2 separate regions of the Rattus norvegicus genome follow, and region 2 is linked to region 1. The links are chromatin contacts, called in public Hi-C maps. All regions are on one chromosome and are shown on one strand. Each heading gives the region's core, a stretch centred on a gene start, on an enhancer-like site or on the middle of the called end of the contact. The rest is flanking DNA. Distances are from core to core; before and after follow the strand shown. Region 1 overlaps Dnaaf9 (dynein axonemal assembly factor 9). Region 2 overlaps Atrn (attractin).

What was found. Hi-C and Micro-C count contacts between places; a contact is called where the count stands out from the background.
Region 2: a contact with region 1 is called in a Hi-C map of Schwann cells, with 2.7 times the contacts expected there. The contact joins two enhancer-like sites. A contact is called at or near these places in 12 of 12 Hi-C or Micro-C datasets (the A7r5 cell line, the Rat2 cell line, Schwann cells and 7 more) and 1 of 1 datasets of contacts at active chromatin or transcription factors (oligodendrocytes).

What each region holds. Positions count from the first base shown.
Region 1 is chr3:138,484,026-138,490,445 of GRCr8, reverse strand. Dnaaf9 (dynein axonemal assembly factor 9) reads left to right here. Exons shown (of 37, transcript NM_001109206.1): 2 at 694-773; 3 at 2,039-2,158. Among named protein-coding and RNA genes, the nearest start is that of Dnaaf9, 18 kb to the left of the region's middle. Within about 2 kb of position 3,340, at least 60 of the 93 cell types and tissues checked have an H3K27ac peak or open chromatin away from gene starts, as enhancers often do. A contact at or near this core is called in Schwann cells, where this site is marked.
Region 2 is chr3:138,623,467-138,629,886 of GRCr8, reverse strand. Atrn (attractin) reads right to left here. Exons shown (of 29, transcript NM_031351.2): 9 at 5,871-6,054; 10 at 4,727-4,881; 11 at 1,422-1,506. Among named protein-coding and RNA genes, the nearest start is that of Atrn, 63 kb to the right of the region's middle. Within about 2 kb of position 3,611, at least 24 of the 93 cell types and tissues checked have an H3K27ac peak or open chromatin away from gene starts, as enhancers often do. A contact at or near this core is called in Schwann cells, where this site is marked.

The DNA.
Region 1 (6,420 bases), core at 2,091-4,590:
CATGAAGTTAGGTATTCATCTTTGGGGTTACTGACAGGAGTAGAGAGAGACGGAAAAGCAAGAGAGTCCATTGAAATTGTATTGTTTAGGAATGTATGTCTCCTTATATCTGGGTGCAAGGAATAGTCCTTCTACCAAAAGGAGTAGTAGCTCTCTAAAGAGAGGGTGTCTTCTGTGTCTTCTGTGCTGAGAGTCTAGTCCTGTGGGATAGCTAGAGCTTAGTTTAGTGAGGCCTTTATATCAATTTTTGGTTTTGTTTGTTGCTTTTGAGACAAACTAAGAAAGGCTAAATTTAGGCTAAAGCAGTATAGAAACTTTTCTTTGAAAATCAGCAAAAGTAAAAAGACATTGGAAGGGGCTGGGGATTTAGCTCTGTGGTAGCACAAGGCCCTGGGTTCAGTCCCCAGCTCTGGAAAAAAAAGAACCAAAAAAAAAAAAAAGATGTTGGAAATTCTTGGCATCAGCTGATTAATTATGAATGGGACCATGGTGCCATCTTAGTTCATTGTCCATTGTCCAAATAGTCTTTAGACCACTTACACTAAATCTCTTTGAGAGCATGGACAAGAAGGATACGGTTCTGATTAAAGAGCTAGGTACTACTTGCCTTACCTAACAAGACCATTCCTCTAGTGTGTACCTTTTCAGACTCTCACACTTCCTCACTCAAGAAACTCTGTTGTTCTGTTTCAGCTGCAGCCGACTGCGCCAGGTTCAAAGTGTCCTGACCCAGAGCAGCAAGTCTCAACCTGACGGGATTCTCTGCATCCTAGGTCAGTGCTTTCTTATGAGTTTGTAGTCTTGATCTCAGGAAGATGCTAGTAATGCTATCGTGTAAGGTACGTTAAAGGCTAGAATCTTCCCAGTTCTCATTCCTGTGACATCTGATCCATCTTACTGAGGGTGAATATTAAGAGGGTGTCAGTGAGATAAAGAGGGAGCTCCTACCACAGGCTCCTGCCTGCCTTTGACTGTCCTGACACTTACTCTGTAGACCATGCTGGCTTCTGCCTCTTTAGTTCTGGTAGTAAAGCCCTGCGCCACTGTGCCCAGCTACAACCCTTTCTTTTCAAACCACATGGAGAATAGCTGCTTGACTCTGATCCTCCCATCCTGCCAACAGCTGTAGTCCTAGGATGCGAAGTCACTGAGAGACAGAAGTGAAGACAGTGTCATTTAATTTCCTTTTGTCTCTGGTTCCGCCTTTCTAGACTGACCTTAGTGAAGGTCGTCTGCAGGGGTGTATACCTCCGCACCATACCTTACAGTGCAGTGCTAAGCTTTGCTTCCGACACTTGGGAAGGCTCAGTGTGTGTTAGTCTATCCACTTGTCCTCTTCTTTTTCAAATCACCTTAACTTGTTTTTATTTGTACATATTTTCCATAGAGATCTCTTTGAGATCTATTCTTCAGCTAACAAAATGTTCCAAGATCTGTAGATCCATAGAAGACCATATGTTCTGGTTCTTTCTGCCCTTAAGAATTGCACATGTCGGCTGGAGGTGGTTCCGTAGATAAGAGCACCCACATGGTGACTCATAACCATCTGTAACTCTAATTCCAGGGTATCAGATCCCCTAGATCATGGAGGGTGCTCTTCTGGCCTCCTTTGGTACCAGACACACATGATATACATATACATGGAATTTAAACACCCACACATGTAAAGTAAAACCTGAAAGAAAAAAATGCTTTTCAGCATTAGTAATCTTGTTGCTTAATTCTTTTTTTTTTTTTTTTTTTTGGTTCTTTTTTTCGGAGCTGGGGACCGAACCCAGGGCCTTGCGCTTCCTAGGTAAGCGCTCTACCACTGAGCTAAATCCCCAGCCCCTTGTTGCTTAATTCTTTGACCTGTGTAGGTCTTGAGATCCAAGGAAGGTACCGTATGCCTCAGCCTGTTTCTCACACAAGGGGTTGTTCATTTAGTTTTAGCACAAAACTGGTTTGACCATCAAGGCTTTACTAAACGGGCAAATCGTTGGCACTTTCTGTATTCCACGGTGCAGGACAGCGAGTCACAGGCTTCTTTGCTTTGCAGGAATTGACAGCAGGTACAACGAAGGCTGTAGAGAGCTGGCAAATTACCTTCTGTTTGGTTTATACAGTCAGAATACCACTGATTTTGAGAAAACTGGATTTTCTGAAGAAATCCTAGATGGTAAGTCTGTATTACATTGGCAAATTATAGGAGACAGTGATTTATTTCTTTGGACCCTTAATTCATGATGTTTTTGTAAAAATTGTTTTAGTTTTAATTTTACTGTATCATATGAGTGTTTTGCTTGTGTGTGTGTGTGTGTGTGTGCATGTGAGCATGTATGCATACTTGGTGCCCTTGGAAGCCAGAAGATGACATCAGGTCCCCTGGACCTAGAGTTACAGATGGTTGTGAATCTCCATTCAGGTGTTGGGAATCGAATCCAGATCTCTGGAAGAATAACAAGTACGTTTAACTGCTGAGCCATCCTGACAGCCCCAGCTCATGATTTTTTATTTCTGTTTCTGTGGTTTGGGGTTTTGTCATTGCTGTTTATTTGTTTTGAGATAGTCTCATAAAGCTTTAGCTGGCTTGAAACTAACTGTGTAGACCAGACTGGCCTTGAATTCTGAGATCTACCTGCCTCTGCCTTCCTAGTAGTGGGATTAAAGACACACATCCAGCACCACATTTGTGATCTTTTAATAGGAAATTATAATCAGAATTTAAGTAGTCCAAAACTCCAGTAAATTTTTGCCTTATTTTGTTTTACTTTTTGAGTGATGTGTGATTCCCCTAATTGGTCTTAAAATTGGCAACCCCCTGGCCTCGGCCTCCCAAGTAGCTGGGATTACACCAGGCAAGATTTTATCTTTTTAATAGTGAAAAATAGCATTTCCTTGTTAGCCTATTAAAATAGGACATTCCTATTGGTCATGCAGTGGACAACAGACTATCAACAGCAGTTTCCAGAATACATTTATTGGTAAATCATTTTGAGACCAAAAGCAGACCTTGGCGTTTGGATTTGTCTCTTGGCAGGGTACTAGTTTTTCTTAGTATTGCCGCTGCTCCTTTTCCCTGAAGGTTCAGATTGTGTACTGTTGCCAGTGAGAGCATTCTCTGCTTTGAGGCAAAGACGAGCTGCTCTTGTAAGCTGCTCTTGTGAGAAAGAAGATTTTATGTGGATCTTTAGCTGAGGAACAAGGGGCTATTGTCCTGCTGTCTTTGGGAATTGTTTTTTGTGTGACTTTAATACAATGGAGTCTTTCTGCCTGCAGTCAGCTTTCTCTGGCTTGGAGACACTGCATGTGTTGATGCTCCTGTGGGCTGTTGCCCGGGAGCTACTTCTCATATCATATACTTAGCATTATAAATTGTCTGCAAGATGAGTCAGGAGACATAGAACAAACAAGTAAAACTGGACAAGAGACAAGACACTTGCAAGGCAGCTGGGAGACCATGAAGGCAAACATTGGATGTCAGATGATCTCACTTGAATAGTGTGGTCTCAGAGGGAGGGCAGTTTTGTCCCTTGGGAGACATTTAGCAATGTCTGAAGACATTTTTGATGGCCGTGGCTCAGTATGTGGCACTACTGGCATCTAGTGGACACCAGGGCTGCTGCTAAACATCACAAAATAAACAAGAAAGCCCCAGTTACACAATGAAGAGTTTTCTTATTAAACTGTAAATAATTCTGAGTTGTATCGTCTTTGAAATTCTTACCTTGGTAACAACCCCAATACTATCCATATAGTTTAGTTAGAGCTGTCCTTCTTATTATGAATGCAGAAAAAGGAGACGGAAAATACTTGGAGTTAGTATCCTTCCTTTCTTTGTGTTTTCTTCCTCATCTTTCTGTCTGAGGTATGCTCTCACTCTGTATCAGGCTGGCTTCAGACCAGGTGCTTCTCAGCCTCTTGGGTTCTGGGTTTGCATGCAGGAGCCACCACTGTGATCTTCATCCGGTCCTTTTCTTTTTAGATTTTGATATTATAATACAATGTAACACCTTTTCCTTCCCTTTCCTTCTCTTCACTCCCAACCAATGTTCACTACCTATGGTTCATGACCCCTTTGGCAACCCTCTGTCTCTAAAAAACATTTACATTGTGACAAATAACAGTTATGAAAGAGCAACAATAATAATTTTATGCTTGGTGATCACCACAACATGAGGAAAAGTATTAAAGGGTCACAGCATTAGGAAGGTTGAAAATCACTGCTCTAAAACCTCTCATATGTCACTGGACAGGCAATCAGCGTGCTCTTTCCTAGGTAGGGACAACTCTCCTGCTCCCAGCTTTTCTCAGTTGCCATAGTTTTTTGTGTAGGGTTGAGGTTTCCTGGACTTTTCTCTGTCCACTTTGACATGTCATTGGTGGGGTCCTTGTTTAGCTCATGTTTGGGCAGTCATGTTGGTGAGAGTTTATGGATGTAGCTTCTAACGGTACTAGAAGACACCATCAATTATTCAATTTACTTTTTGTTTGTTTGTTTCAGATTTTGATTTTAAATTTCTTGGCCAGGCAATGTGTTTCAAGCCTTTTAATCCCAGGACTTGGGAGGCAGAGGCCGGTGCATCTCTGTGCAGTTAAGGCTTGCCTGGTCTACATAGTAGATTCCAAGACAGGGCTATAGAAAGACCCTTCCTTGAATAAAATAAAATAACATTTCTTTCAGGGGTCTGGGGAGATGGCTCAATGGTTAAGAGAACTGGCTGTTCCTCCAGAGGACTGGAGCCAATTCCTTATGCCTAGACGACTACTCACAACTGTCTGCAGCTTGAGTCGGAGGGGATCAGACCTCCTCTCCTGGCCTGTCTGCAGCTACCAGGCATACACGTGATATCTAGTCATATATGCAAGCACAGTACCCATGTGAATAAAATAAGATAAAAAAAATGAAGTATAAAATAAAATACCTTCTCTTACATGTAGTGGTTTGGAAACAATTTATTCTGGAAGTGTCCAGTCACTGCACATTTCAGTGCAGCCATGTTTGCAAGGACATTTCAGTACTAAAAATAAGGAGTGTGTTTAAATTCCCAAAGAGGTGCTCTTATCCTGTCATTTGGCACAGGAGATACTCAGTAAAATACTAAGCATTTTGCTCCAAATTATTAAAGTCAGTTTTAGATCCTTATAGTTAGAAAGCTAAGATTAACAGATTTGTGCTTCTAACTTTAGGATTTTGAGGCTGGGTTTCACTCTGCAGTCCTGGCTGTCCTGGAACTTGTTGTGTAGACCACACTGACATCACACTCACAGATAGAGCTCAGAGATGCCTCTGAGTGCTGTGGTGAACGATGTGGGCCACCACAGCCCACATGCTTCCTCCCGCCTTAGCCTCCCTGTTCGTAAAAAGGCCAGCGTGAGGTACTTACTTTTCAAAGGTAGTTTTTAAAACATTTTACATGATTTTAAATTTATTTTAATTTATTGAGACAGGTTCCCTTTATGTAGCTCTGGCTATCCTGGAACAAGCTGTGTAGACCAGGCTGGCCTCAAACTCACCGAATTCTGTGATTAAAAGCTCATGCTAGCATACTGGCCAACCTTCCCATCTCATCTTGTCCCCTCCTCCTCTTTCTCTTCCTAGTCCTCCTCCTCCTTCCTTCTCCTTCTGCTGCTGCTGCCTTTTTAAGTTTAATTTTGTTTTTGATATAGGGTGTTTCTGTTTAAATCAGAGTGGCATCCTTGAGCTCGTGCTAGGGTCTCAAGCACATACCATCATGCCCAGCTTCATATTCTCTTTGTTCCTTCTCTCCTCCGAACTGAAACTCACTGTGTACGTAGACCATGCTGCTCTCAGACTCACAGAGATCTGGCTTCCTCTGCCTCCCCAGTGCTTGGATTAAATGATTAAAGACACCACACTTGACCATATTTTCTTCTTTTATTATCTGACTGTTTACTCTGTTAGATATCAGAGCACTTTGAGAGTATGAAATGTGTGATTAGATTTAGCTAGCAGTTGTTATGATACATCTGTTTTGGGATCCTGAAACTTTAAGTTATATTCAGACTATGTGTGGTGTGTACACTGCCGCCCCACTTTTCAGGTGTCATAAAATGTCTCCCTTAGCAGGAAGTCTACAGTTGATTTAGGACAGGGATCTGAGGGCTCTGGGACTTGAGGAAGCCCAGTGCTGAGACATGAGAGAGAGAGAGACTCTTTTCTTCTCTTTGCACTTTTCCTCTCCACCAGTTCCTAGCGTGGCCTTGTTAGAGAGAGGCCTTGTGGCTCTGCCATGGGAGATCCATTGAGCAGAGCCCATTTTTCTTTTGGAATTATGACTGCGTTCATTTTTCGCACTCAGGCTACTTTAATATTTCTGCCCCATACCATTTCCCATTTCATGGCTCTTGAATCTGCCTGGGTTTCCTTCCAGCCTCCGCCTGTGCACAGAGCTCACTGCTGTACACAGCGACTGTCCT
Region 2 (6,420 bases), core at 2,362-4,861, 140 kb before region 1:
ACAGCTTTCCCTCCTGCACTCTTCTCTCAAAACCACAATTAGAACAATTAAGTTAGACAAAGGTGATCCAGTGCTGCTGACTAACACCACCACAATGGAGAGAGAGCCAAACGATTTCTCAACCATGACCTTTTATCCTCCAACCCTGCCTAAAACCCAGATACTCAAACACATCACATAAACTACACAAAATAAAAACATTATTCAGACAGTCATCCCTGATTTTGATTCATGGCTAACTCTCAGAGTTTGGGTAAAACTTAAGAATGTTTTAATAGGGCTAGAGAGATGGTTAAGAGCACTGACTGCTCTTCCAGAGGTCCTGAGTTCAATTCCCAGCAACCACATGGTGGTTCACAACCATCTGTAATGGGATCCGATGCTAGATGGCCTGATGCTTGCCAGATGAAAACCTTAAGAGGCATTCAGGGCCTTTCTGAGAGAAAGCATCAGATTGCAATGTAAGATAACACTTAAGTTGACAAGATAATAATAAAAAAAAATCCTTCCACTTTAGCCTCTAATCACAAAATGGTCTTGCCACAAAACCCTATATACTTGTAAAACATTAAGTAATCACAAGATTAAAGATATCACCTTTCCCCCAATATCTAGCTTCTAAATGGTCAGTTCTTCATAACTCCAGAATGCCACTTTTGTACTTTTCCTAATGCAAATTAAATTACTGGTATTAGGAAACTCCAACAGAAAATTTGAAAACCTATAATGTAATGATATAATATAAACATTGGAGTATTTAAATAATTTAAGGGTTTATATAACTTTGAGTTTTAAAGAAGGAAGCAGAAAGCAGTAACAACAGCAGCAAAATAAGAAAAGTTAACATCAGCAGACTGTTAAGCTTCTCAATCTTTAAAGTACACTTTCAAGCGACCAGGTAAAGTGGCCAGTTTGCATGTCCTTTATGGCAAAAGCTGTATCTGCAGAAGGCACAGTGCTGAGGACAGAACTCAGGATCCTGTGCAAGTGAGGTAAGCACCTTATTGCTGGCCCATAACCCTAGTCCTTTGCATGTCCTTCACGGGACTAAGGTTCCCCTGCACAGATGGACAAAGAGCTCTGCTGGTCAGAAAGGGATTCCTGAGCACACACTGGTCAGGGTGCAGACTGCAGACTTGCTCTTTTACCTCATTATCTCCCACGCCTGTTCCCTACCTTATCCTTCACCTAAAACTGTCCTCTCTCCTTTTTTTCTCCCCAGGCCTCTTACCATTCTGACATAACTATTAAAAAGTTGATATTAAAAATGAACATAGGGAGTTGGGGATTTAGCTCAGTGGTAGAGCGCTTGCCTAGCAAGCGCAAGGCCCTTGGTTCGGTCCCCAGCTCCGAAAAATAGAAAAGAAAAAAAAAATGAACATAGATGCAAGACAGTAACACAACCTTTGCTTTCCAGTTACCTGTTGTGCAAGACTGCTGAGTGGCCAAATCGGTTGACATCGTGATGGAGCTCAGGTCTGGGGAGAACTGACCATCGGTCACAAGCTAAGGGGAAGAAAAAGCACATTTCAGAGTAGGTTGTCTTATATAGTCCATGGAAACTATCAGTCTTTCTACAAAGAAGTGTAAGTTTTGATCCCAGCACTCAGAAGGCAGAAGCAGGAGGATCTCTGTGCATTCAAGGCTAGCCCGTTCTACATACTGAGTTTCAGACAGCCAGGACAGAGAAACCCTGTCTTAAACAAAGGCAAGATCAAAACAAAGAAGAATGCCTCATCCACAGCCTCATACAACATGCTTGTCTGTCTTTTTAGTTATGCTATTATGTGTAAACGACAGCAGCAATATTTCAGAACATGAAATAAACACACTGCACAGAAATGCTGATCAATATATTCATTCAATACCTACAGATCCCCTCCTGATGGTCATCACTCTACTGTCTACCGGTTTTACCTGCAGAATGTCTGCTTTAGTATGTGTGGTGCTAGAGATCAGACCCAGGGCCTCGTGTATAGCAGGCATCCCCAGAGCACCACAGTATTTTCTAACTTAAAAATGTTAATGCTAGGTACGCACCTATTTTAATTAGGACACACATCTGTAATCTTAGCACTTGGGAAGGTGGAGACAGGAGGAACAGGAGTTCAAGAAGAGCCTCGACAAGTGCACAGCGAATCTGAGGCCTTTGCAGATAAGCTTTAATAAAAATGAACACTCAGAGCACATATCTCACCGATGTCCTTCCTCAGCTGCCTGCACCCTAAATTATGCTAACGGATTTCTTTGTTGACAAATCTGAAGGGTTCTCCAGTCATTTTTAGCCACTCTTCTGGCAGTTAATTGTATCTCACAGGTCATTAATCTCACCTATTTTCTCCTGTTTCTCTGACACTCTCTTTACAGCCTCTACTCTTGTTCAGACTCTGTTCTCCAAGTGTCTCTGACTCTTGCTCATCTTTTATGCCCCACAATAACTCACCTCTCCTACAGTCTCCTCTTAGCCATCAGCTCTGTCCTAAAGACATTTCCAGTTGGATATGCCCCACACTTAGTTCATGCTCTTCTTCCCAGATCCTAGTCCCTGTTTTTATAATTTTTGCTATTTTTATTAAAGACATAGTCTTACTAGATAGCTCAGACTGGCCTCAATCCCACCATGTTTCTCACCCTCCTGGCCTTGTGCAATCATGTCCATAAGTTTTCCTCTATATGTGCTTTCAGTTTAACAAAGGTGGTCCACAGCAGACACTTGCCAAGAAAGGGCAGTTATGTTTCTGTCACAACACACAAGAGCCAGACACTAGCAGTTGTCACTGCTACTTCCATGGCCTTCACTCAAACCTCATTAGGACTTCTGCAGCAGTAGCCTCCTAATTGTCAATATGCCCCTTCCAAATCGGTTATCACAATGCACCCAACACATCTTCTCAAATTGGTCATGGTGGCCCACAAAGGCAGACATAGGATGGTTACCATAAGTCTTAAGCCAGCCTGGACCATAGTGTGAGGCCCAGACTTACAAAAAGAAAAACAAGAAAAATCTAAAATACCCACAAACAAACAAAAAAAGTACAACACACGCATATGACTCTATCACTTTCACTGTGAGACTTTTCAAAAGACCAATGATCCTTGCATTCTGAATAAGATCTGAACAGTCTAGTCTAACAGTTACCTGCTACCTTTTGTGCTACTACGTCAGAGAAAAGGGACAGTTCAAAAGTCCTAAATGTTTGCCATATACTTTTCCAGCTATTTGGTCTGTACTAAATGTCCCCTGCCTGGTAGGTCTACTTGACTCTCAGGGCTCCTCAGCAGCAGGCTAGCAAGGTTTCTCTTCAAGAATGCCTTTCCTGACCACCATGCTACCCCAGTGGCTTCAGAGTGCTCAGAGGTAATTTCATATCTTCTTTTCAGCAAGAATCCTCCTGAGTTACAATTATATTGTCTTCTCGTTTGTGCTCCCTTCAGCTTGAAGCTAAGAACTAAGTATAGTGTATCCGCCATTCTCAATTTAAAAGTTCAATGGCTAACAGAAACACATCTGTTAAAAACAAACATCTAGGGCTGGCAAGATGGCTCAACAGTTAAGAACACTCACTGTTCCTCCAAAGGATCTTGGCACAGTTCCCAGAACCCACGTGATGGCTCACAAAAGTCTGCAATTCCAGCTACAGGAAATCTAATGTCTACTTTTGGCCTCCACGAGCACTGAACATACATGGTGTGCTTAACATACATACATGCAAAACGCACATACACATAAAAGTAAACAAAATTTTCTTTAAAAAATGAACGCCTAGGGGGTTGGGGATTTGGCTCAGTGGTAGAGCGCTTGCCTAGCAATTGCAAGGGCCTGGGTTCGGTCCCCAGCTCCGAAAAAAAGAAAAAAAAAAATGAACGCCTAGCAGACTGGGTCAAAATCATAGAGACAAAGAGGATGATTTCAAGAGTCTGGTGTGAGGATGAAGAGAAGGACTATTGCTTAAGGGCAGAGTCTCAGTTACAGCAGACAGCATGCAGAGGGCGACATGGTGTGAATAACACTGTGGGTATATCTAGTTCACTTCAACTGATGAAAACAACAAAATGGTGAGTGTTGTTAAGTACATTTCACCACAATGAAAATAATTACAAAAACGAATCTCTAGTCAGGTGTGGTGGTACACATCTTTCATCTCAGCACTCAGGAGACAGAGGCTGGAGGATTTTTTCTGTGTTCAAGATCAGCTTGAAATATACTGAGCTCCAGGCAGTCAGACTACATAGTGAGACTGTCTCAAAGTGCAACAAAACAAAACAAACAGAAAGGACATCATATGGACTGTATTTACACAAAAGAGCAGTTGATGTTTGTTTTCTAGGAATAAACAGACATTGCCCTCTTCTAGCCACATGTATATTGCATGGACAGCATGTGTAAAGCCAGGTTTCTGGAAACAGCATATTCCCTAAAACTTAACCTAATGCAGGCAGTTACAACTACTACTACATAAGGCATTTATAAGGAAGGAGATGCCAGTTAACTCAGCCTTTAAAAAGATTCAAGCAATTAGCAAGAGTGATTTCAGAGTTTAATGTAGTTTAATGCAAAGTAATGCTTTTCAATAGATGTGTAACCCTACTCAATTAAATGCAAATTCAACCACTTGGACTTTTTTTAAGTGGTGCAATTATTTTGACATAGATATATTTTCAATCTTTAATGTTGCTCATAGGCAAATAAAATATTCCTGATCTAACCCATCTTTGGAAAGCTTACCAATGTCATAAGCCATGAAGTCTGAGGAGAAGCATTTGGCACCGTGGCTCATGGAAGTGTCATTGTGTGTGTTCCCTCCGAACACCAGCATGGTTCCACTCACTATCACAGCTGTATGCAAGTAACGGAAAAATCGGCTGTCCTTAAGAATGGTCCTTTTGAGTTTATTTAAAAATAATAAATATAAGGTTAGTTTTAGAAGAATACTTATCTATCTGGCAATTTACATGTAATTACTTTATAACTTCAGATTCAAATGTGCAATACTTGATTTCTCCTTGTATGTAAGCCACTTCCTTAAAAAAATCATGAAAATCTGATAAGAATTTTGGGAAACTATATTAAAAGCACTAAAATGTTCATTCTCTATGGCTCCATAATTCCACTTAAGAATTCCAGGTAAGAATTATGTGAAATACAAATCAAAATTTATGTTCAGTGTTTTATTAGTATGGCAGAACCGCCAACCACATAGGCTCAGTGGTTCACAGCCACTAAAGACAGTGATCCTCAGGACCCATAAATTACATTCACAGCATGATCTCTAATGTATGTTGAGAGAGAGGGACAGAAAGGAAGAGGGAGGGAGTAGGAGGAGGAGAGAGATACAGAGAGACTAGTGCTTTATAATTACATCATAATTCAAATTTATTTCCACTTGCTAAAAGTAGTATGCATACTCTTACAGGCGAGCTTCAGTTCCAAGGAGGGAAACTTAATCAAACAGGCATGAGAGCATCGTATTTGACAGTTTAAACAGATAAAGATGGTATAGCCTATTCATGTGCACAGTCCTGGGTTTGGTCCCCAACACCAAAAAGGAAAAAGAAAGGCTATGCTTTTTAAGTATTGATAAAATCAGCACAACGGTTATTGCTGAGAATTCTGAAGGGAGGAAATCTACACTAGCGATCAGTGGATGAGAACAGAAATCAGTCTAAAACACTAAGCACTTTTTAACTATCTTAAGAGCAGAAAAACTAACAGATAGCAACAACACAATTATTACTTTAACTCTATTACTGTATTTATCTGCTAACTTTGTTACATACAGTGCTGACAAAAGTCAAACAACACAGTATTTTTCAATCAACTGCCTCTGCAGATTCTATACCATCAAGGGAAAGCTCAGGAAAACACCCACCACATCTGAGTGTCCACATGGTATCTGTAGAGGTCATCTGCAAGCCGGTACTTGTTGGCGCTGAAAGCCTTGTAGCCACCATGAACATACAGAGCCTTGGTCCTGTGATCATAAACACTGCTGTGGCCATAACCCCCTTGCACTAGAGCACCTTGAGTTTGTAATATACTCCATGTGTTCTTTTCTGAAAAAGAGACAATAGTTAGTCAATGTTGCAGGCTCCTCTTCTTATAAAATATTAAATGATTTAAACTATTTACACATTAGTTTAAAATTTAAATATCTTAGAGCAAAAAAGGGCATTCAGGCCATCCTTCCATCTTATTTATAAGGAAGTCCATCTAGGCAAGCCTGTATATAATCAGCACCAACTGCGCTCAGTGTGTCAACCCTCACCCTGAAAGGGAGGATCAGGCTGGGAAGAAGGTGTATTGGGAAGAGCCTAGGGGAGCTGGATGGGAGGAATGGTGCTGTATATGAACAAGATATATTGTATTCATATATGAAATTTCACAGAACAAGTTTTTAAAGATGCATTTTGTTTGTTTGG